3 separate regions of the Mus musculus genome follow, and all the other regions are linked to region 1. The links are chromatin contacts, called in public HiChIP or PLAC-seq and promoter capture Hi-C maps. All regions are on one chromosome and are shown on one strand. The core of a region is the stretch at or near the end of the contact, and the rest is flanking DNA. Distances in the headings are between cores, read along the strand shown. Region 1 holds the start of Twf2 (twinfilin actin binding protein 2). Region 2 overlaps Atp2c1 (ATPase, Ca++-sequestering). Region 3 holds the start of Rad54l2 (RAD54 like 2 (S. cerevisiae)).

Region 1 (3,277 bases), core at 326-2,825:
CTCCTCCCTCTTGGAGATAGCAGCTCAGACCAGACAAAGAGGAAGGAAGGGGCAGGCCAGGCAGCAGTTTACCCTGACAGTTCCCCTCTTTGGGGCTGACTCAAGAAACCTGCTCCTCCATCTCTAGGAGAGGCTGGCCCACCTGTGGGTGGCCAGGCTTGATCCAGGTCCCTGCATGCTCAGGACAAACAGGATGGGGATGGGCTAGGGCAGGGAAAGTCTCTTGGCTTGTCCATCCACCAAGCAGCCACAACCGCAGGCAGGGATTCCGGCAGTCAGGCTGGTCGATGGTGGTAGCCCTGGTCAGGGAATCATGATGTGGTGGTAGGAGTGGCTGATGGCCAAACCAACAAGCTGTCTGGGCAAGCAGCCTGGCCTTCCCTACTGGCCAGGGAAGCAGCCCTTCCAGGCCCATAACAAATGGGGACAAAATACCTGGCTCCCAGCTATTGCTTCTTTCTTAAGTCTCTCCAAGGAGGAAACTGGGGCCCTGGAGGGGGGCTATGGGTGTCACGCCCTGGGCTGTAGAAGCTTCCTGTAGATGAGGGTGGAGGCAGGAGCTCCCCTATAAAGTCTGAATCCTGACCCGTTCCCCTGCTTCCAGCTTGAAGTTGGGACTTTGCAGGCCTGGCTGGAGCAGCGATAGAGAGATCACAATGGAAAAGGGAAGAAGTCAGAGGCCAAGGTCAGATGTGCAGTTCTCCCCATTCTACTTAAGAAGGAGGGCTCCATTCCAGCTTCTGTCCAACCTAGTCTGCAAGAGTCTAGGGGTCCTGAAAGGAGAAAAGGTCAGGCTACCCTCTCCACACATACACATAAGCCCATGTCAGTCATAAGACACCCATGCAAACACCCATGCTAACACACACATACTGAGATGTGCCTGAACTGTGCACACATGCAGATACCCACAGTTTCTGTGCGTGCAGCCAGGAAACACTGATGTCTGAGATGGAACCTAGAGTGTCCAAAACCAGCCACTAGTGCATGCACACGAAGAAGCCTGGACAGGCATAACCAAGTCTCATCCAGATGTGCACATACTGGACTGTATACAGAGAACATGTGTACACCCATGTACACTTTTCCAGATGTGCACATCCGGGTACACCCCACCTCCAGAAAAGAACAAAAATACCCAGACCAGTATACACAGGCACATCCGCCCCCAGTTGGGTACACAAGATACTTCCACCCTCGCTGTGTGCATCCATGTGCACCCACTCCCAGCTATGTACAACAGTCTGTTCTGCCCCAAGACGTGTCCATCCCAGGGACTCGCGGTTGCAAAAGAGAACAGGAAGCTTCCCAGGAGGGTACAAGGAAGAGAAGGATGAAGGGACCTAGCGCGGAGAACCAGCGCGGCGGAGCCCCTGTCCGCCCTCCATCCGCCCTCACCGTGGATGCCGGTCTGGTGCGCCATGGCTCAGCTTTCGGCTCGCCCGTGCCGTCGGAGTTCTCCTCTTGGTCCTGGCCCGGCTCGACTCGGCTCGCCTGGACCCAGAGCTCCGGAGGATGTGGCGACGGCACCGAGCCTCGCGCAGCTTCCCGGGCGGTGCCGCAGGACCCGCCCCCAGCGCGCCCCGCCCCCGGAGGGCGAGGCCGGCAGAGGCGGGCATTGGTGCCGCGCGTGCGCGCAGCGGGCGCCGGGGTCCGGATGGCCCAGTGCCCGGCCGCTACCACCTTCATGGCCAAGAAGGGGCCCCAAGGGATTGTGTGGGTGGTCCCTTGTAGGCCAGGATCCTGGAGGTCTGTGGGCGGATCCGCACTTGGGCGTGGGAGGGGCTGTGAGCTTGCCGCGGAGGAGGTTTGAGAGTGAGGGCCGATCCAGGCGTACCCGTTTGTGATGGTGAGGTGATCTCAGTGTAGGTGGGCACGCGCTCGTGTGTGGTCGTGAGTGTGAGTGTGTGTGTGTGTATGTGTGTGTGTGTGTGTGTGTGTGTGTGTGTGTGTGTGTGTGTGTGTGTGTGTGTGTGTGTGTGTGTACTGATTTCCTACCAGTCATCAGGTGCACGGTGTCTGGAGCCCAACGCTGAGAAAGTGAATGGCCATAGGAGGAAATGAATTTTGGAAGGAATACGGTAGGAGAGACCGAGGTGACCTAACAAGGCTGAGGAAAGTTTTCCAAAAAGACGGTGCATGTGCTAAGTGTGACCCAGTGGTGGAAGGACTGGAAGTCAACCTGAGGAACTTCCCAATTCCTAATGACCTTGCCTCTATTCCCAGCAGCCTTTCCTACTGCTCTTACAGACTAACGGCCGAATAGCAGCTAGTACTCTTTAACCTCAGAAACATCTCTCCACCCTGGACCTTGTTATTAAAAAATAGATAAACGGGACTGGACAGATGGCTCAGTGGTCAAGAGCATTAGCTGCTTTTGCATAGGACTCAAGTTTGGTTCCCAGCACCCACATGACACAACTGTTCCTTCTTCTGGCCTCCTGGGATTAGACACGGACATTGTGCACATAGATACATGCGGGCCAAACACCCAGACACACACCAAAATTTTTTTTTTACTGAAATAAATAAAAACTTTAAAAAATAGATAACTTAATGAGAGATGGCTCAGTCAGTAAAGTGCTGAGTTAGCATATAATTTCAGATTCCCGGCAACAGAATGAAGACACTTGGCTTTCCCCTTGGACTGTGCAGGGAGGCTGGGGACCTTGGGAGAGGGAGTTTGAGGAGACAGGCCAATACCTATTGGGGCTTATTTGCTTATTAGTCAGCCAACCCAGCCAAATGGAGAGAGAGAGAGAGAGAGAGAGAGAGAGAGAGAGAGAGAGAGAGAGAGAGAGAGAGAGAGAGAGAGAGAGAGAGAAAGCGCAATAGAGGCTGACTGGCTGGCATCCACCTCTGGTTTCCACATTGTACTCTAACATACACAGTGTATGTATATACTACACACACACACCCCAAATCTGTGAGAGAACTCAAGTTCAAATGGCATCCTTGGGCTGGCTCAGCTGATAGATCATTCTAACCTGCGTGACATGTGTGAAGTACTAGGTTTGATCCTTAGCACTACATAAATCAGGTATGTTGGCAAATAACTATAATCCAGAACTAAGGAAGCAAAGGCCTTCAAGGCCATCCTGGTCTACATGGTTAGATTTTTGTCTCATAAGTAAATAGGAAGGAAGAAAGAAAGAAAGAAAGGGGGGGGTGTTTCAGGATTAGCCTGGGCTAAGGAAGGAAGGAAGAAAGAAAGAAAGAAGGAAGGGAGAGAGAGAGAGAGAGAGAGAGAGAGAGAGAGAGAGAGAGAGAGAGAGAG
Region 2 (3,277 bases), core at 574-3,073, 720 kb after region 1:
TAGGCTTGTTCTCCTGTATGTACTGTTTCTTGGAGGTAACAGTTACTTCTGTGATAGATGCTGGGTGACTGCCGCTTTCCTCATTCCTGTTCTTCTTTTCTTAAAGATTTATTTATTTATTTATGTATTTTATGTATACGACACTCTGTCTTCATGTATCTGCACACCAGAAGAGGGCCTTGGATCCCATGGGACTACAGTTGTGAGCCACCACATGGGTTCTGGGAATTAAAACTTTACCATAGAGCCATCTTTCCAGCGCCATTCCTGTGGTTCTTAAGAATGTCCTGTACTGTATTCCTGTTTATTATTCACGTGGATTTTGAATATTTATTTTATGAATTAGCATAGAATATAATCTTGTTGATCAAATTATTCCTATGTCCTTTAATGCAATCTCATTTGGATAGTACTAATATACTTTCTGGTGCTACATGATGTTTGGTGCATCTGGGTTGTTGTGTTGTTAATTTGCACCAACTGTAGAATCACACCATTTTCCTAAAGAAGCTGGGAGTGTATAGAGAACAGGAGCCTGAAACCAGCATGCGGGTGCTAGGTGAGCTCAGGGCTCTTGTGGTCTTGTGGGATCGTGTTAGCAGGTCATGAACAGTGACCTGCACATCGACATGTTTTTATTTCTGTAAGTGGTTCCAGCTTGTTTCATTCTAATCTAATAACTTGTTAAAGCCTCCTTTCTACTATATTCTGTGCTGCTTGCTCCTGGTCCTGAACCCTGACTAGGGGTAGTGAAGGGATGTGGACAGGACAGACACAGAGACACATGTACAGAAAATCTGGCGTCAAGAGGGCTGTGTGTGCTCTTATGAAGCCTCTCCAAATTCACAGCAGCCGCAACCTAGGTGTTAATGATGTATAGCACCAAGGGGCTGTGCTGTGATGGGTTAGCTAGCATCTGTAGGTAAGCAGTCTCAGGATATAAACATCTGGGAGGAGGAAGCAATGGTTGCTAGAGTTTGCATATATTGCGAACATTTGCACTTGGACCAACGGCAGGCTTTGCTATACGTCTGAGGCTGTTCTGAGATATGTGTGTGTGGGGATCTCTGTCAATTTCCCATGGGTCTGAGGCATCTGGAGTTGACTGGTGCCATAGCAACAACAAAGGCTTCCTCTGCCTCACACCTTCCTTCTTATGTCTGTCTGCAACTTTCTCATCCCTAGCAATTGACTTGTTCATAACAGTTTCCTCCTAAGAAATACATTAAACATGTTATTAGTGTGTATGAATGATGCAGATGTTTGGTTGAGCATGCCATGTTACACATGTGGAAGTTTGATGACAAATGTGTGGGGTTTGTTCGCTGTTTTACCTTTATGTGGGTTCTGGGAACGGAACTCAGGTCACCAGGCTTGTGTGGCGAGTGTCGTTTATCTGTTGAGCTCTCTCTCTGGTTCAGGAAATAAAGTTTAAAGTAGAGCACACTATTTTTCATTAGCTTTACTGTATGTAGGTAGAGTCTCCTTTCCAGAGATCCTTGGCTTGGTCTCATCCCAGCCTACTTGGGTTTTCATGTGCAGCGCAGATTAGGCTCAGCTTCTTACCATTTGTACTCTGTTCTAGCCCCACCCACATCCTATTTGATTTTCAATGATTTTAATCTGTTTGAAGTGAATAGTGACCATATCTCTTTTCTATTTATTTGGAGTAGGATGTCTCTCCTACTTTGTTGTAGAGAGCTGCTTATCAGAGGGCTGCATGTGCTTACAGTTGGGCGGGCAGGGCTGTATAGCTGTGCCTGGCTGTAATTGGAGGGCAAGCAGCTGTGCTGTGGCAGTCATTCCCCTGGGCTGGCTGCCTTGGTTCCCTGGTTACACCTCAGTCCTGTCTCCCCTCCACACTGGGGAGTTGGCACTAGCTAGAGTCCTGTGACTGTCAGTGTTGCTGTCGCTTCCCCAGATGAATCTGCTTTGCTCTGGATGCCTTGCTTCAGACCTAGAGTCACCCAGCTAAATGCTTATTCTCTGTTGCTGTAGTAAATGATAAGGTTTTTTATAAACCTTGACCTTTTCTTTAAAAAAAATCCACACGCCATAAAATCCTGTTTTGAAGTGTAGCTCAGTGTGCACATTCGCAGCGTCATGTGTAGTCTGATTGCAGAGCTCTTATGTTACTTCCCCAAAGAAATCTCTACCTTATTAGCATTCACTTCCTGTTCTTCCCTTCCCCAGCTCCTAGCAACCACTAATCTAGTTTCTGTGCTTGGATTTTCCTATTCTGGACATTTTGTATAAATGTAATTGAGCAATATGAGACTTTTTATGTGTGGCTTCTTTCAGTTTATTTATGCTTTGCTATGTATTAGTACTTTATTCCTATTCATGGCTGAATAATATTCTAAGGTATGGGTGTATCATATTTACTAATTGACCGTTTGATGGACATTGAACTGTTTCTACTGTTGGGCAGTTATAAATAATGCTGCTGTGAGTGTTCATATATAGATTTCTGCACGAGTGTATGGCTTCCATTCTTTGGATCTATGTGTAGGAGTGTGGTGCTGAGCCATATGGTGATACTGTGTTTAACTGAGGAACTGCAGCAGTATGTGATCAGTGCAGGTGTCAGAGTCAGTCCTGACATCCTCGCCTACGCTTTACTCTTCTGTTTGTGAGTCGCCACCCCAGGAGTATGAACGTGTTTGCACGTTCTAGTTTTGGTGTGTATTCCCCAGTGACTGGTGATGCCCAGCGCCTTCTCGCGAGGCCATTGTGTATCTGCAGAAGCTCTCATCTATAACCGCTTCATAATTTGCTCATTTGCTTTTTATTTTTTAGCTAAGAGTTGATCTCCCTCCCTCCCTCCCTCTCTGTCTCCTGTCTCTTATCTCTATCTCTATCTCTATCTCTATCTCTATATCTCCATCTCTATCTCCATCCATCCTAGATCTTGAGTAGAAATGTATCCTTTACTGGTACTTATGTAAGAGTCAGTTGTACAGTTATTTATTAGGCCTTTATCAGAAATAAGGTTTTCAAGTATTTTCCCTATTCTTTGGACTTTTTGAAAACTTATGGTTTCATTTGCTTTGATTGTTGACCAGGATGATTAAACTGATTTATGTTTTATTCTAGGCATTTTAGTTTAGCTTTTCCACTTGCTCAATTTTGAGATAAAATCCAGCTGTATTGTTTTGCAGGGAATGCTACTATCCAGTGCCATCCATTTAGGAGACTGTCTTCGCTGAGTTGTCTTTGTGCCCTTGGTTTTCCATAAGTGAAGTTTCTCTCCTGGCTCGTGGCTCTGCTCCGTTGT
Region 3 (3,277 bases), core at 403-2,902, 590 kb before region 1:
CCTCTCCCCCTCCCCTCTCCTCATTCCTGCCCTCTCCCCTCTCTTTTTATGCCTTTCTCTCTCTCTCTCTCTCTCTCTCTCTCTCTCTCTCTCTCAATGGCTAGCCTTAAATTAGGGCTTCTCCTACTGTTGCCTTCTAGGTTCAATTTGAATTTCCAAAAAGCCTAATCCGTTTTTAATTTCACGAGGAAAACAAAGAAAACTTTCAAAAATAGATCCACTTGACTATTAGCAAGGAAGACCAGCTCTTTTGGGGGGGGGGAGTTGGTTTTTTGAGACAGGGTTTCTCTATGTAGCCCTGGCTGTCCTGGAACTCACTCTGTAGACCAGGCTGGCCTCAAACTCAGAAATCCACCTGCCTCTGCCTCCCAAGTGCTGGGATTAAAGGCGTGCGCCACCACTGCCCAGCTCTTTTAAGTTTATTTGAATGAAGAGCCATCAATAGCCATCTATATGTTTCAGAACAGTGGCTTCCTGAGAGGAAAGAATAGAAGAAACTTCTATCACGGGGAGGGAGGGGGGAACGGGACGGCGGTGGGGGAGGGCGGGGAGCCATTGTTGGCTCCTGTTACTCCAAGCTCAGTTATGAAAGAGAAATAAGTTCTTCATATAAGCTCACTTATGTGAAGAGAGATAATAAGTAAGGCTCCTTTAGAGTCTCTGGTCTCATTTTTGTCCCTCTGGTCATTTATAGGGCTATTATCTGTACATATTTAAACTTTTGTAATTTGAGAGATGGTTCTAATAACTGGACTGGTGCCACATGCCTTTAATTCAAGAACTTGAGAGGTAGAGGCAGGTGGATTTCTGAGAAACCCTGTCTCGAAAAACCAAAACAACAACAACAAAAACCAATAATGAACCTAACAAACAAAAAAAACTTAAAAAAAAAAAAAACCAGACCCACATACCCAATATTTTCATCTTTCGCTCATATTCACTTTGGCGGTGGTGGGGGTTGCGGGTGGAGAGCCAAGGTAATGTAGTGGAAAGAGACAACAATACAGCTCATAAGAAAGTGGAGCATAACAATCTCCAACTTCAGGGAGAAACCTACGTTTGAGTGCGATCCCCCCTCCGCAGTACTCCCCCCTCCCAACTCGGCCGTCGCCTCTGCTAGTTTTCTGGAGACAGCTGCAGTCAACAGGAACCACGGACAGGTAGGGAGGAAGGGAGGAAGACCGAGAATTACAATGGCATGCATCAATTCAAGGAAGAACAACTTTTGTTGGAAGCTACAGCTGTAGTAGCATTGACTTTTGACAGCACCCTCAACGAATTTACACCTCATATCCGCACTATCTCGTTCCCGGTATGTTTTGACGTAATACCAAATTGAGAAGTGTAGGAGCTCAGGCTCATTTGTACTGATAAGTGTGTGTTTTTGGTAGTTAGTAAAATCCATTCAGTTGGCTCTACCAGTTCCAGGCAGGTTCTAGCATGGGATTGTTTTTGTTTTCGATTTTGTTTTATTTCTTATTTTATTTTTTTAGTCTCACTTATTCATGAAAAGGTCCTCTGTAGTAAATACACCTTACTCACCCAAGAATCGCCGTTTAGTGTCTTTCCCTGGGAAAGAACAACAGGACTCACAGCGGAACTTTGCTGCGGGTGGCTTGTGTTCCCGCCCGGGTGGCCGGGTGAGAGGGCCGGGAGGGGGAAGCTTTCTGGCGCGGACCGCGAGCGGAGGCTGAGAGCGCCGCCGCCGGAGAAGACCGACCCTCGGCCAGAGCCAGCCTGCGGCGCCCGGGCCTGGCTGGCTGCTTCCCGCCTCAGCCGCTTCTCCGGCTCCCGCCGCCGCAGACACTGTCCAAGAGGGTGCGGCAGAACGCGAGGTCCTACGGCCCAGCCCGGTCCGGTGCGGCCCGGATCCGTGGCACGGGAGGTGAGAGCCCCTGCGGTCCCCTTACTCCCTGCCGGGGCCGCTGGGACCCGCAACAATGGGGACGCGGCCAGAGTCCCCGGCGTGCAGCAGCCTGGGGTAGCAAGCTACTCCTGGCGGCTTGGGCCTTGGGGGGAGCTGCGTCCGACCTGGGAAACTCCAGTGACTGTAGGCTTGGAGGGGGTCTTGGCATCCACCCGGGACTTCAGTGGCTTGATATTTTGGGATTTCGTTGTCAAGGAAGGCAGTCGTAATTACCGAGACTGAACTACAGTGGCTATGCGCTCCTGATGTTATATTATAACACCGGCAAACCGTGCCGTGGTTTGAGGGAGAGGGATTGTGGTTCGAATTTTAGGGACCCCTGTGGCTTGGTCCCTAGTGGACATAGGTGTGGGTCTCTGAACTCCCTCGGGCCGTCTGAGAATTTGTTAGGCTGAGTCGGGTTTGGGGAGAAGAGGCATGGAGAGTTTAGCTTCTCTGAGGTAATTGGTGAGTAGTTCCTGGAAAGGCACGAGCTTAGTTGGGCACAAAAGAGTTGAGCTAGGAGCTAGATGGATCCTTCACGGCTAAGATGTATCCGAGTTAAGAGTGGTTCTCAGGTAGGAAACTTGTCACAGGAGTAGTGTTAGCTGCATTGGGTTAGGAAAAGGCCGATGCGAGCTGGGGAGGGAGGGAGAAGATGGCCGGCAGCTTCTGGGGTCGAAGAATTGGCTTTATGTGGGTCATGGTGGCTGTCTGGGAGTAGAACAAGAGCACTTTGCAGAGTGGGCTTCCTGCTAGAGAATGACCTCTTACTGCGGGGGAGTGTGTGACTCAGATCTGTTAGATTACTGCTCTTGCTGGCGGATGTGGCTGACTGTTGATGCCTGGACTTTGAAGCTGGAATGGGTATTTGGGGGGGCTTAATGAATTTGTTCTAGAGGAGAGGACAGTGTGGACCTTTCCTTCTTACTCCAAAGTCAGTGTGGTGGCTGTCGCCGGCAGTCATTTAAGTAACAAATTTCTTAATGGTATTTGACTTTAAAGCTTTTCTCTGTTCATTTTTTCCCCCTTTGCCCTCTTTTTTGAATTGTGACTCATATTTTGTTTTTAGCACTGTGGCTATTGTTTGTAATGATCCACAAACCTAGACCCCATAGTATGTTGTAATTCTTGGAGCTTTCAGTACAATTCTTCTAAGCCCAAACTAATGTAAAAGGCTTCACTAACTTTTTTTTTTTTGGTATATTTTAATATATGTAACTATAGAGGAGGATGTGAAAAAAAATCTTTATAATTTCTGCTGCTCAAAGCTCTTTAGACCCCTAAATTCATGAAGTTTCATTATCTCTTACTGCCATGAAGTGATTACATTGAATCTGCTAAATCTTTGTCGTTATCATCTCAGCATCC

Evidence for each region. Promoter capture Hi-C pulls out the DNA fragments that hold promoters and counts their contacts. HiChIP or PLAC-seq counts read pairs in DNA pulled down with a chosen protein or histone mark.
Region 2: an H3K4me3 HiChIP or PLAC-seq map of bone marrow-derived macrophages shows a contact between it and region 1, with 6 times the contacts expected there. The contact joins the enhancer-like site here to the promoter of Twf2 in region 1. A contact is called at or near these places in 3 of 39 promoter capture datasets (3T3-L1-derived adipocytes, the C10 cell line and pre-B cells), 1 of 484 Hi-C or Micro-C datasets (pre-B cells), 5 of 115 datasets of contacts at active chromatin or transcription factors (astrocytes, bone marrow-derived macrophages, embryonic stem cells and 2 more) and 1 of 9 other capture datasets (embryonic stem cells).
Region 3: a promoter capture Hi-C map of 3T3-L1-derived adipocytes shows a contact between it and region 1, with 5 times the contacts expected there. The contact joins the promoter of Rad54l2 here to the promoter of Twf2 in region 1. A contact is called at or near these places in 7 of 39 promoter capture datasets (3T3-L1-derived adipocytes, the SN4741 cell line, fetal liver and 3 more) and 1 of 9 other capture datasets (adipose tissue).

What each region holds. Positions count from the first base shown.
Region 1 is chr9:106,201,406-106,204,682 of GRCm38.p6, reverse strand. It overlaps Twf2 (twinfilin actin binding protein 2), which reads right to left and starts at 1,575. Exons shown (of 9, transcript NM_011876.3): 1 at 1,399-1,575. The coding sequence starts at 1,423.
Region 2 is chr9:105,483,392-105,486,668 of GRCm38.p6, reverse strand. The region is part of intron 1 of Atp2c1 (ATPase, Ca++-sequestering); the gene reads left to right. Among named protein-coding and RNA genes, the nearest start is that of Gm40564, 11 kb to the left of the region's middle. Within about 2 kb of position 1,823, at least 100 of the 459 cell types and tissues checked have an H3K27ac peak or open chromatin away from gene starts, as enhancers often do. A contact at or near this core is called in astrocytes, bone marrow-derived macrophages and extraembryonic endoderm stem cells, where this site is marked.
Region 3 is chr9:106,787,588-106,790,864 of GRCm38.p6, reverse strand. It overlaps Rad54l2 (RAD54 like 2 (S. cerevisiae)), which reads left to right and starts at 1,652. Exons shown (of 22, transcript NM_030730.2): 1 at 1,652-1,885.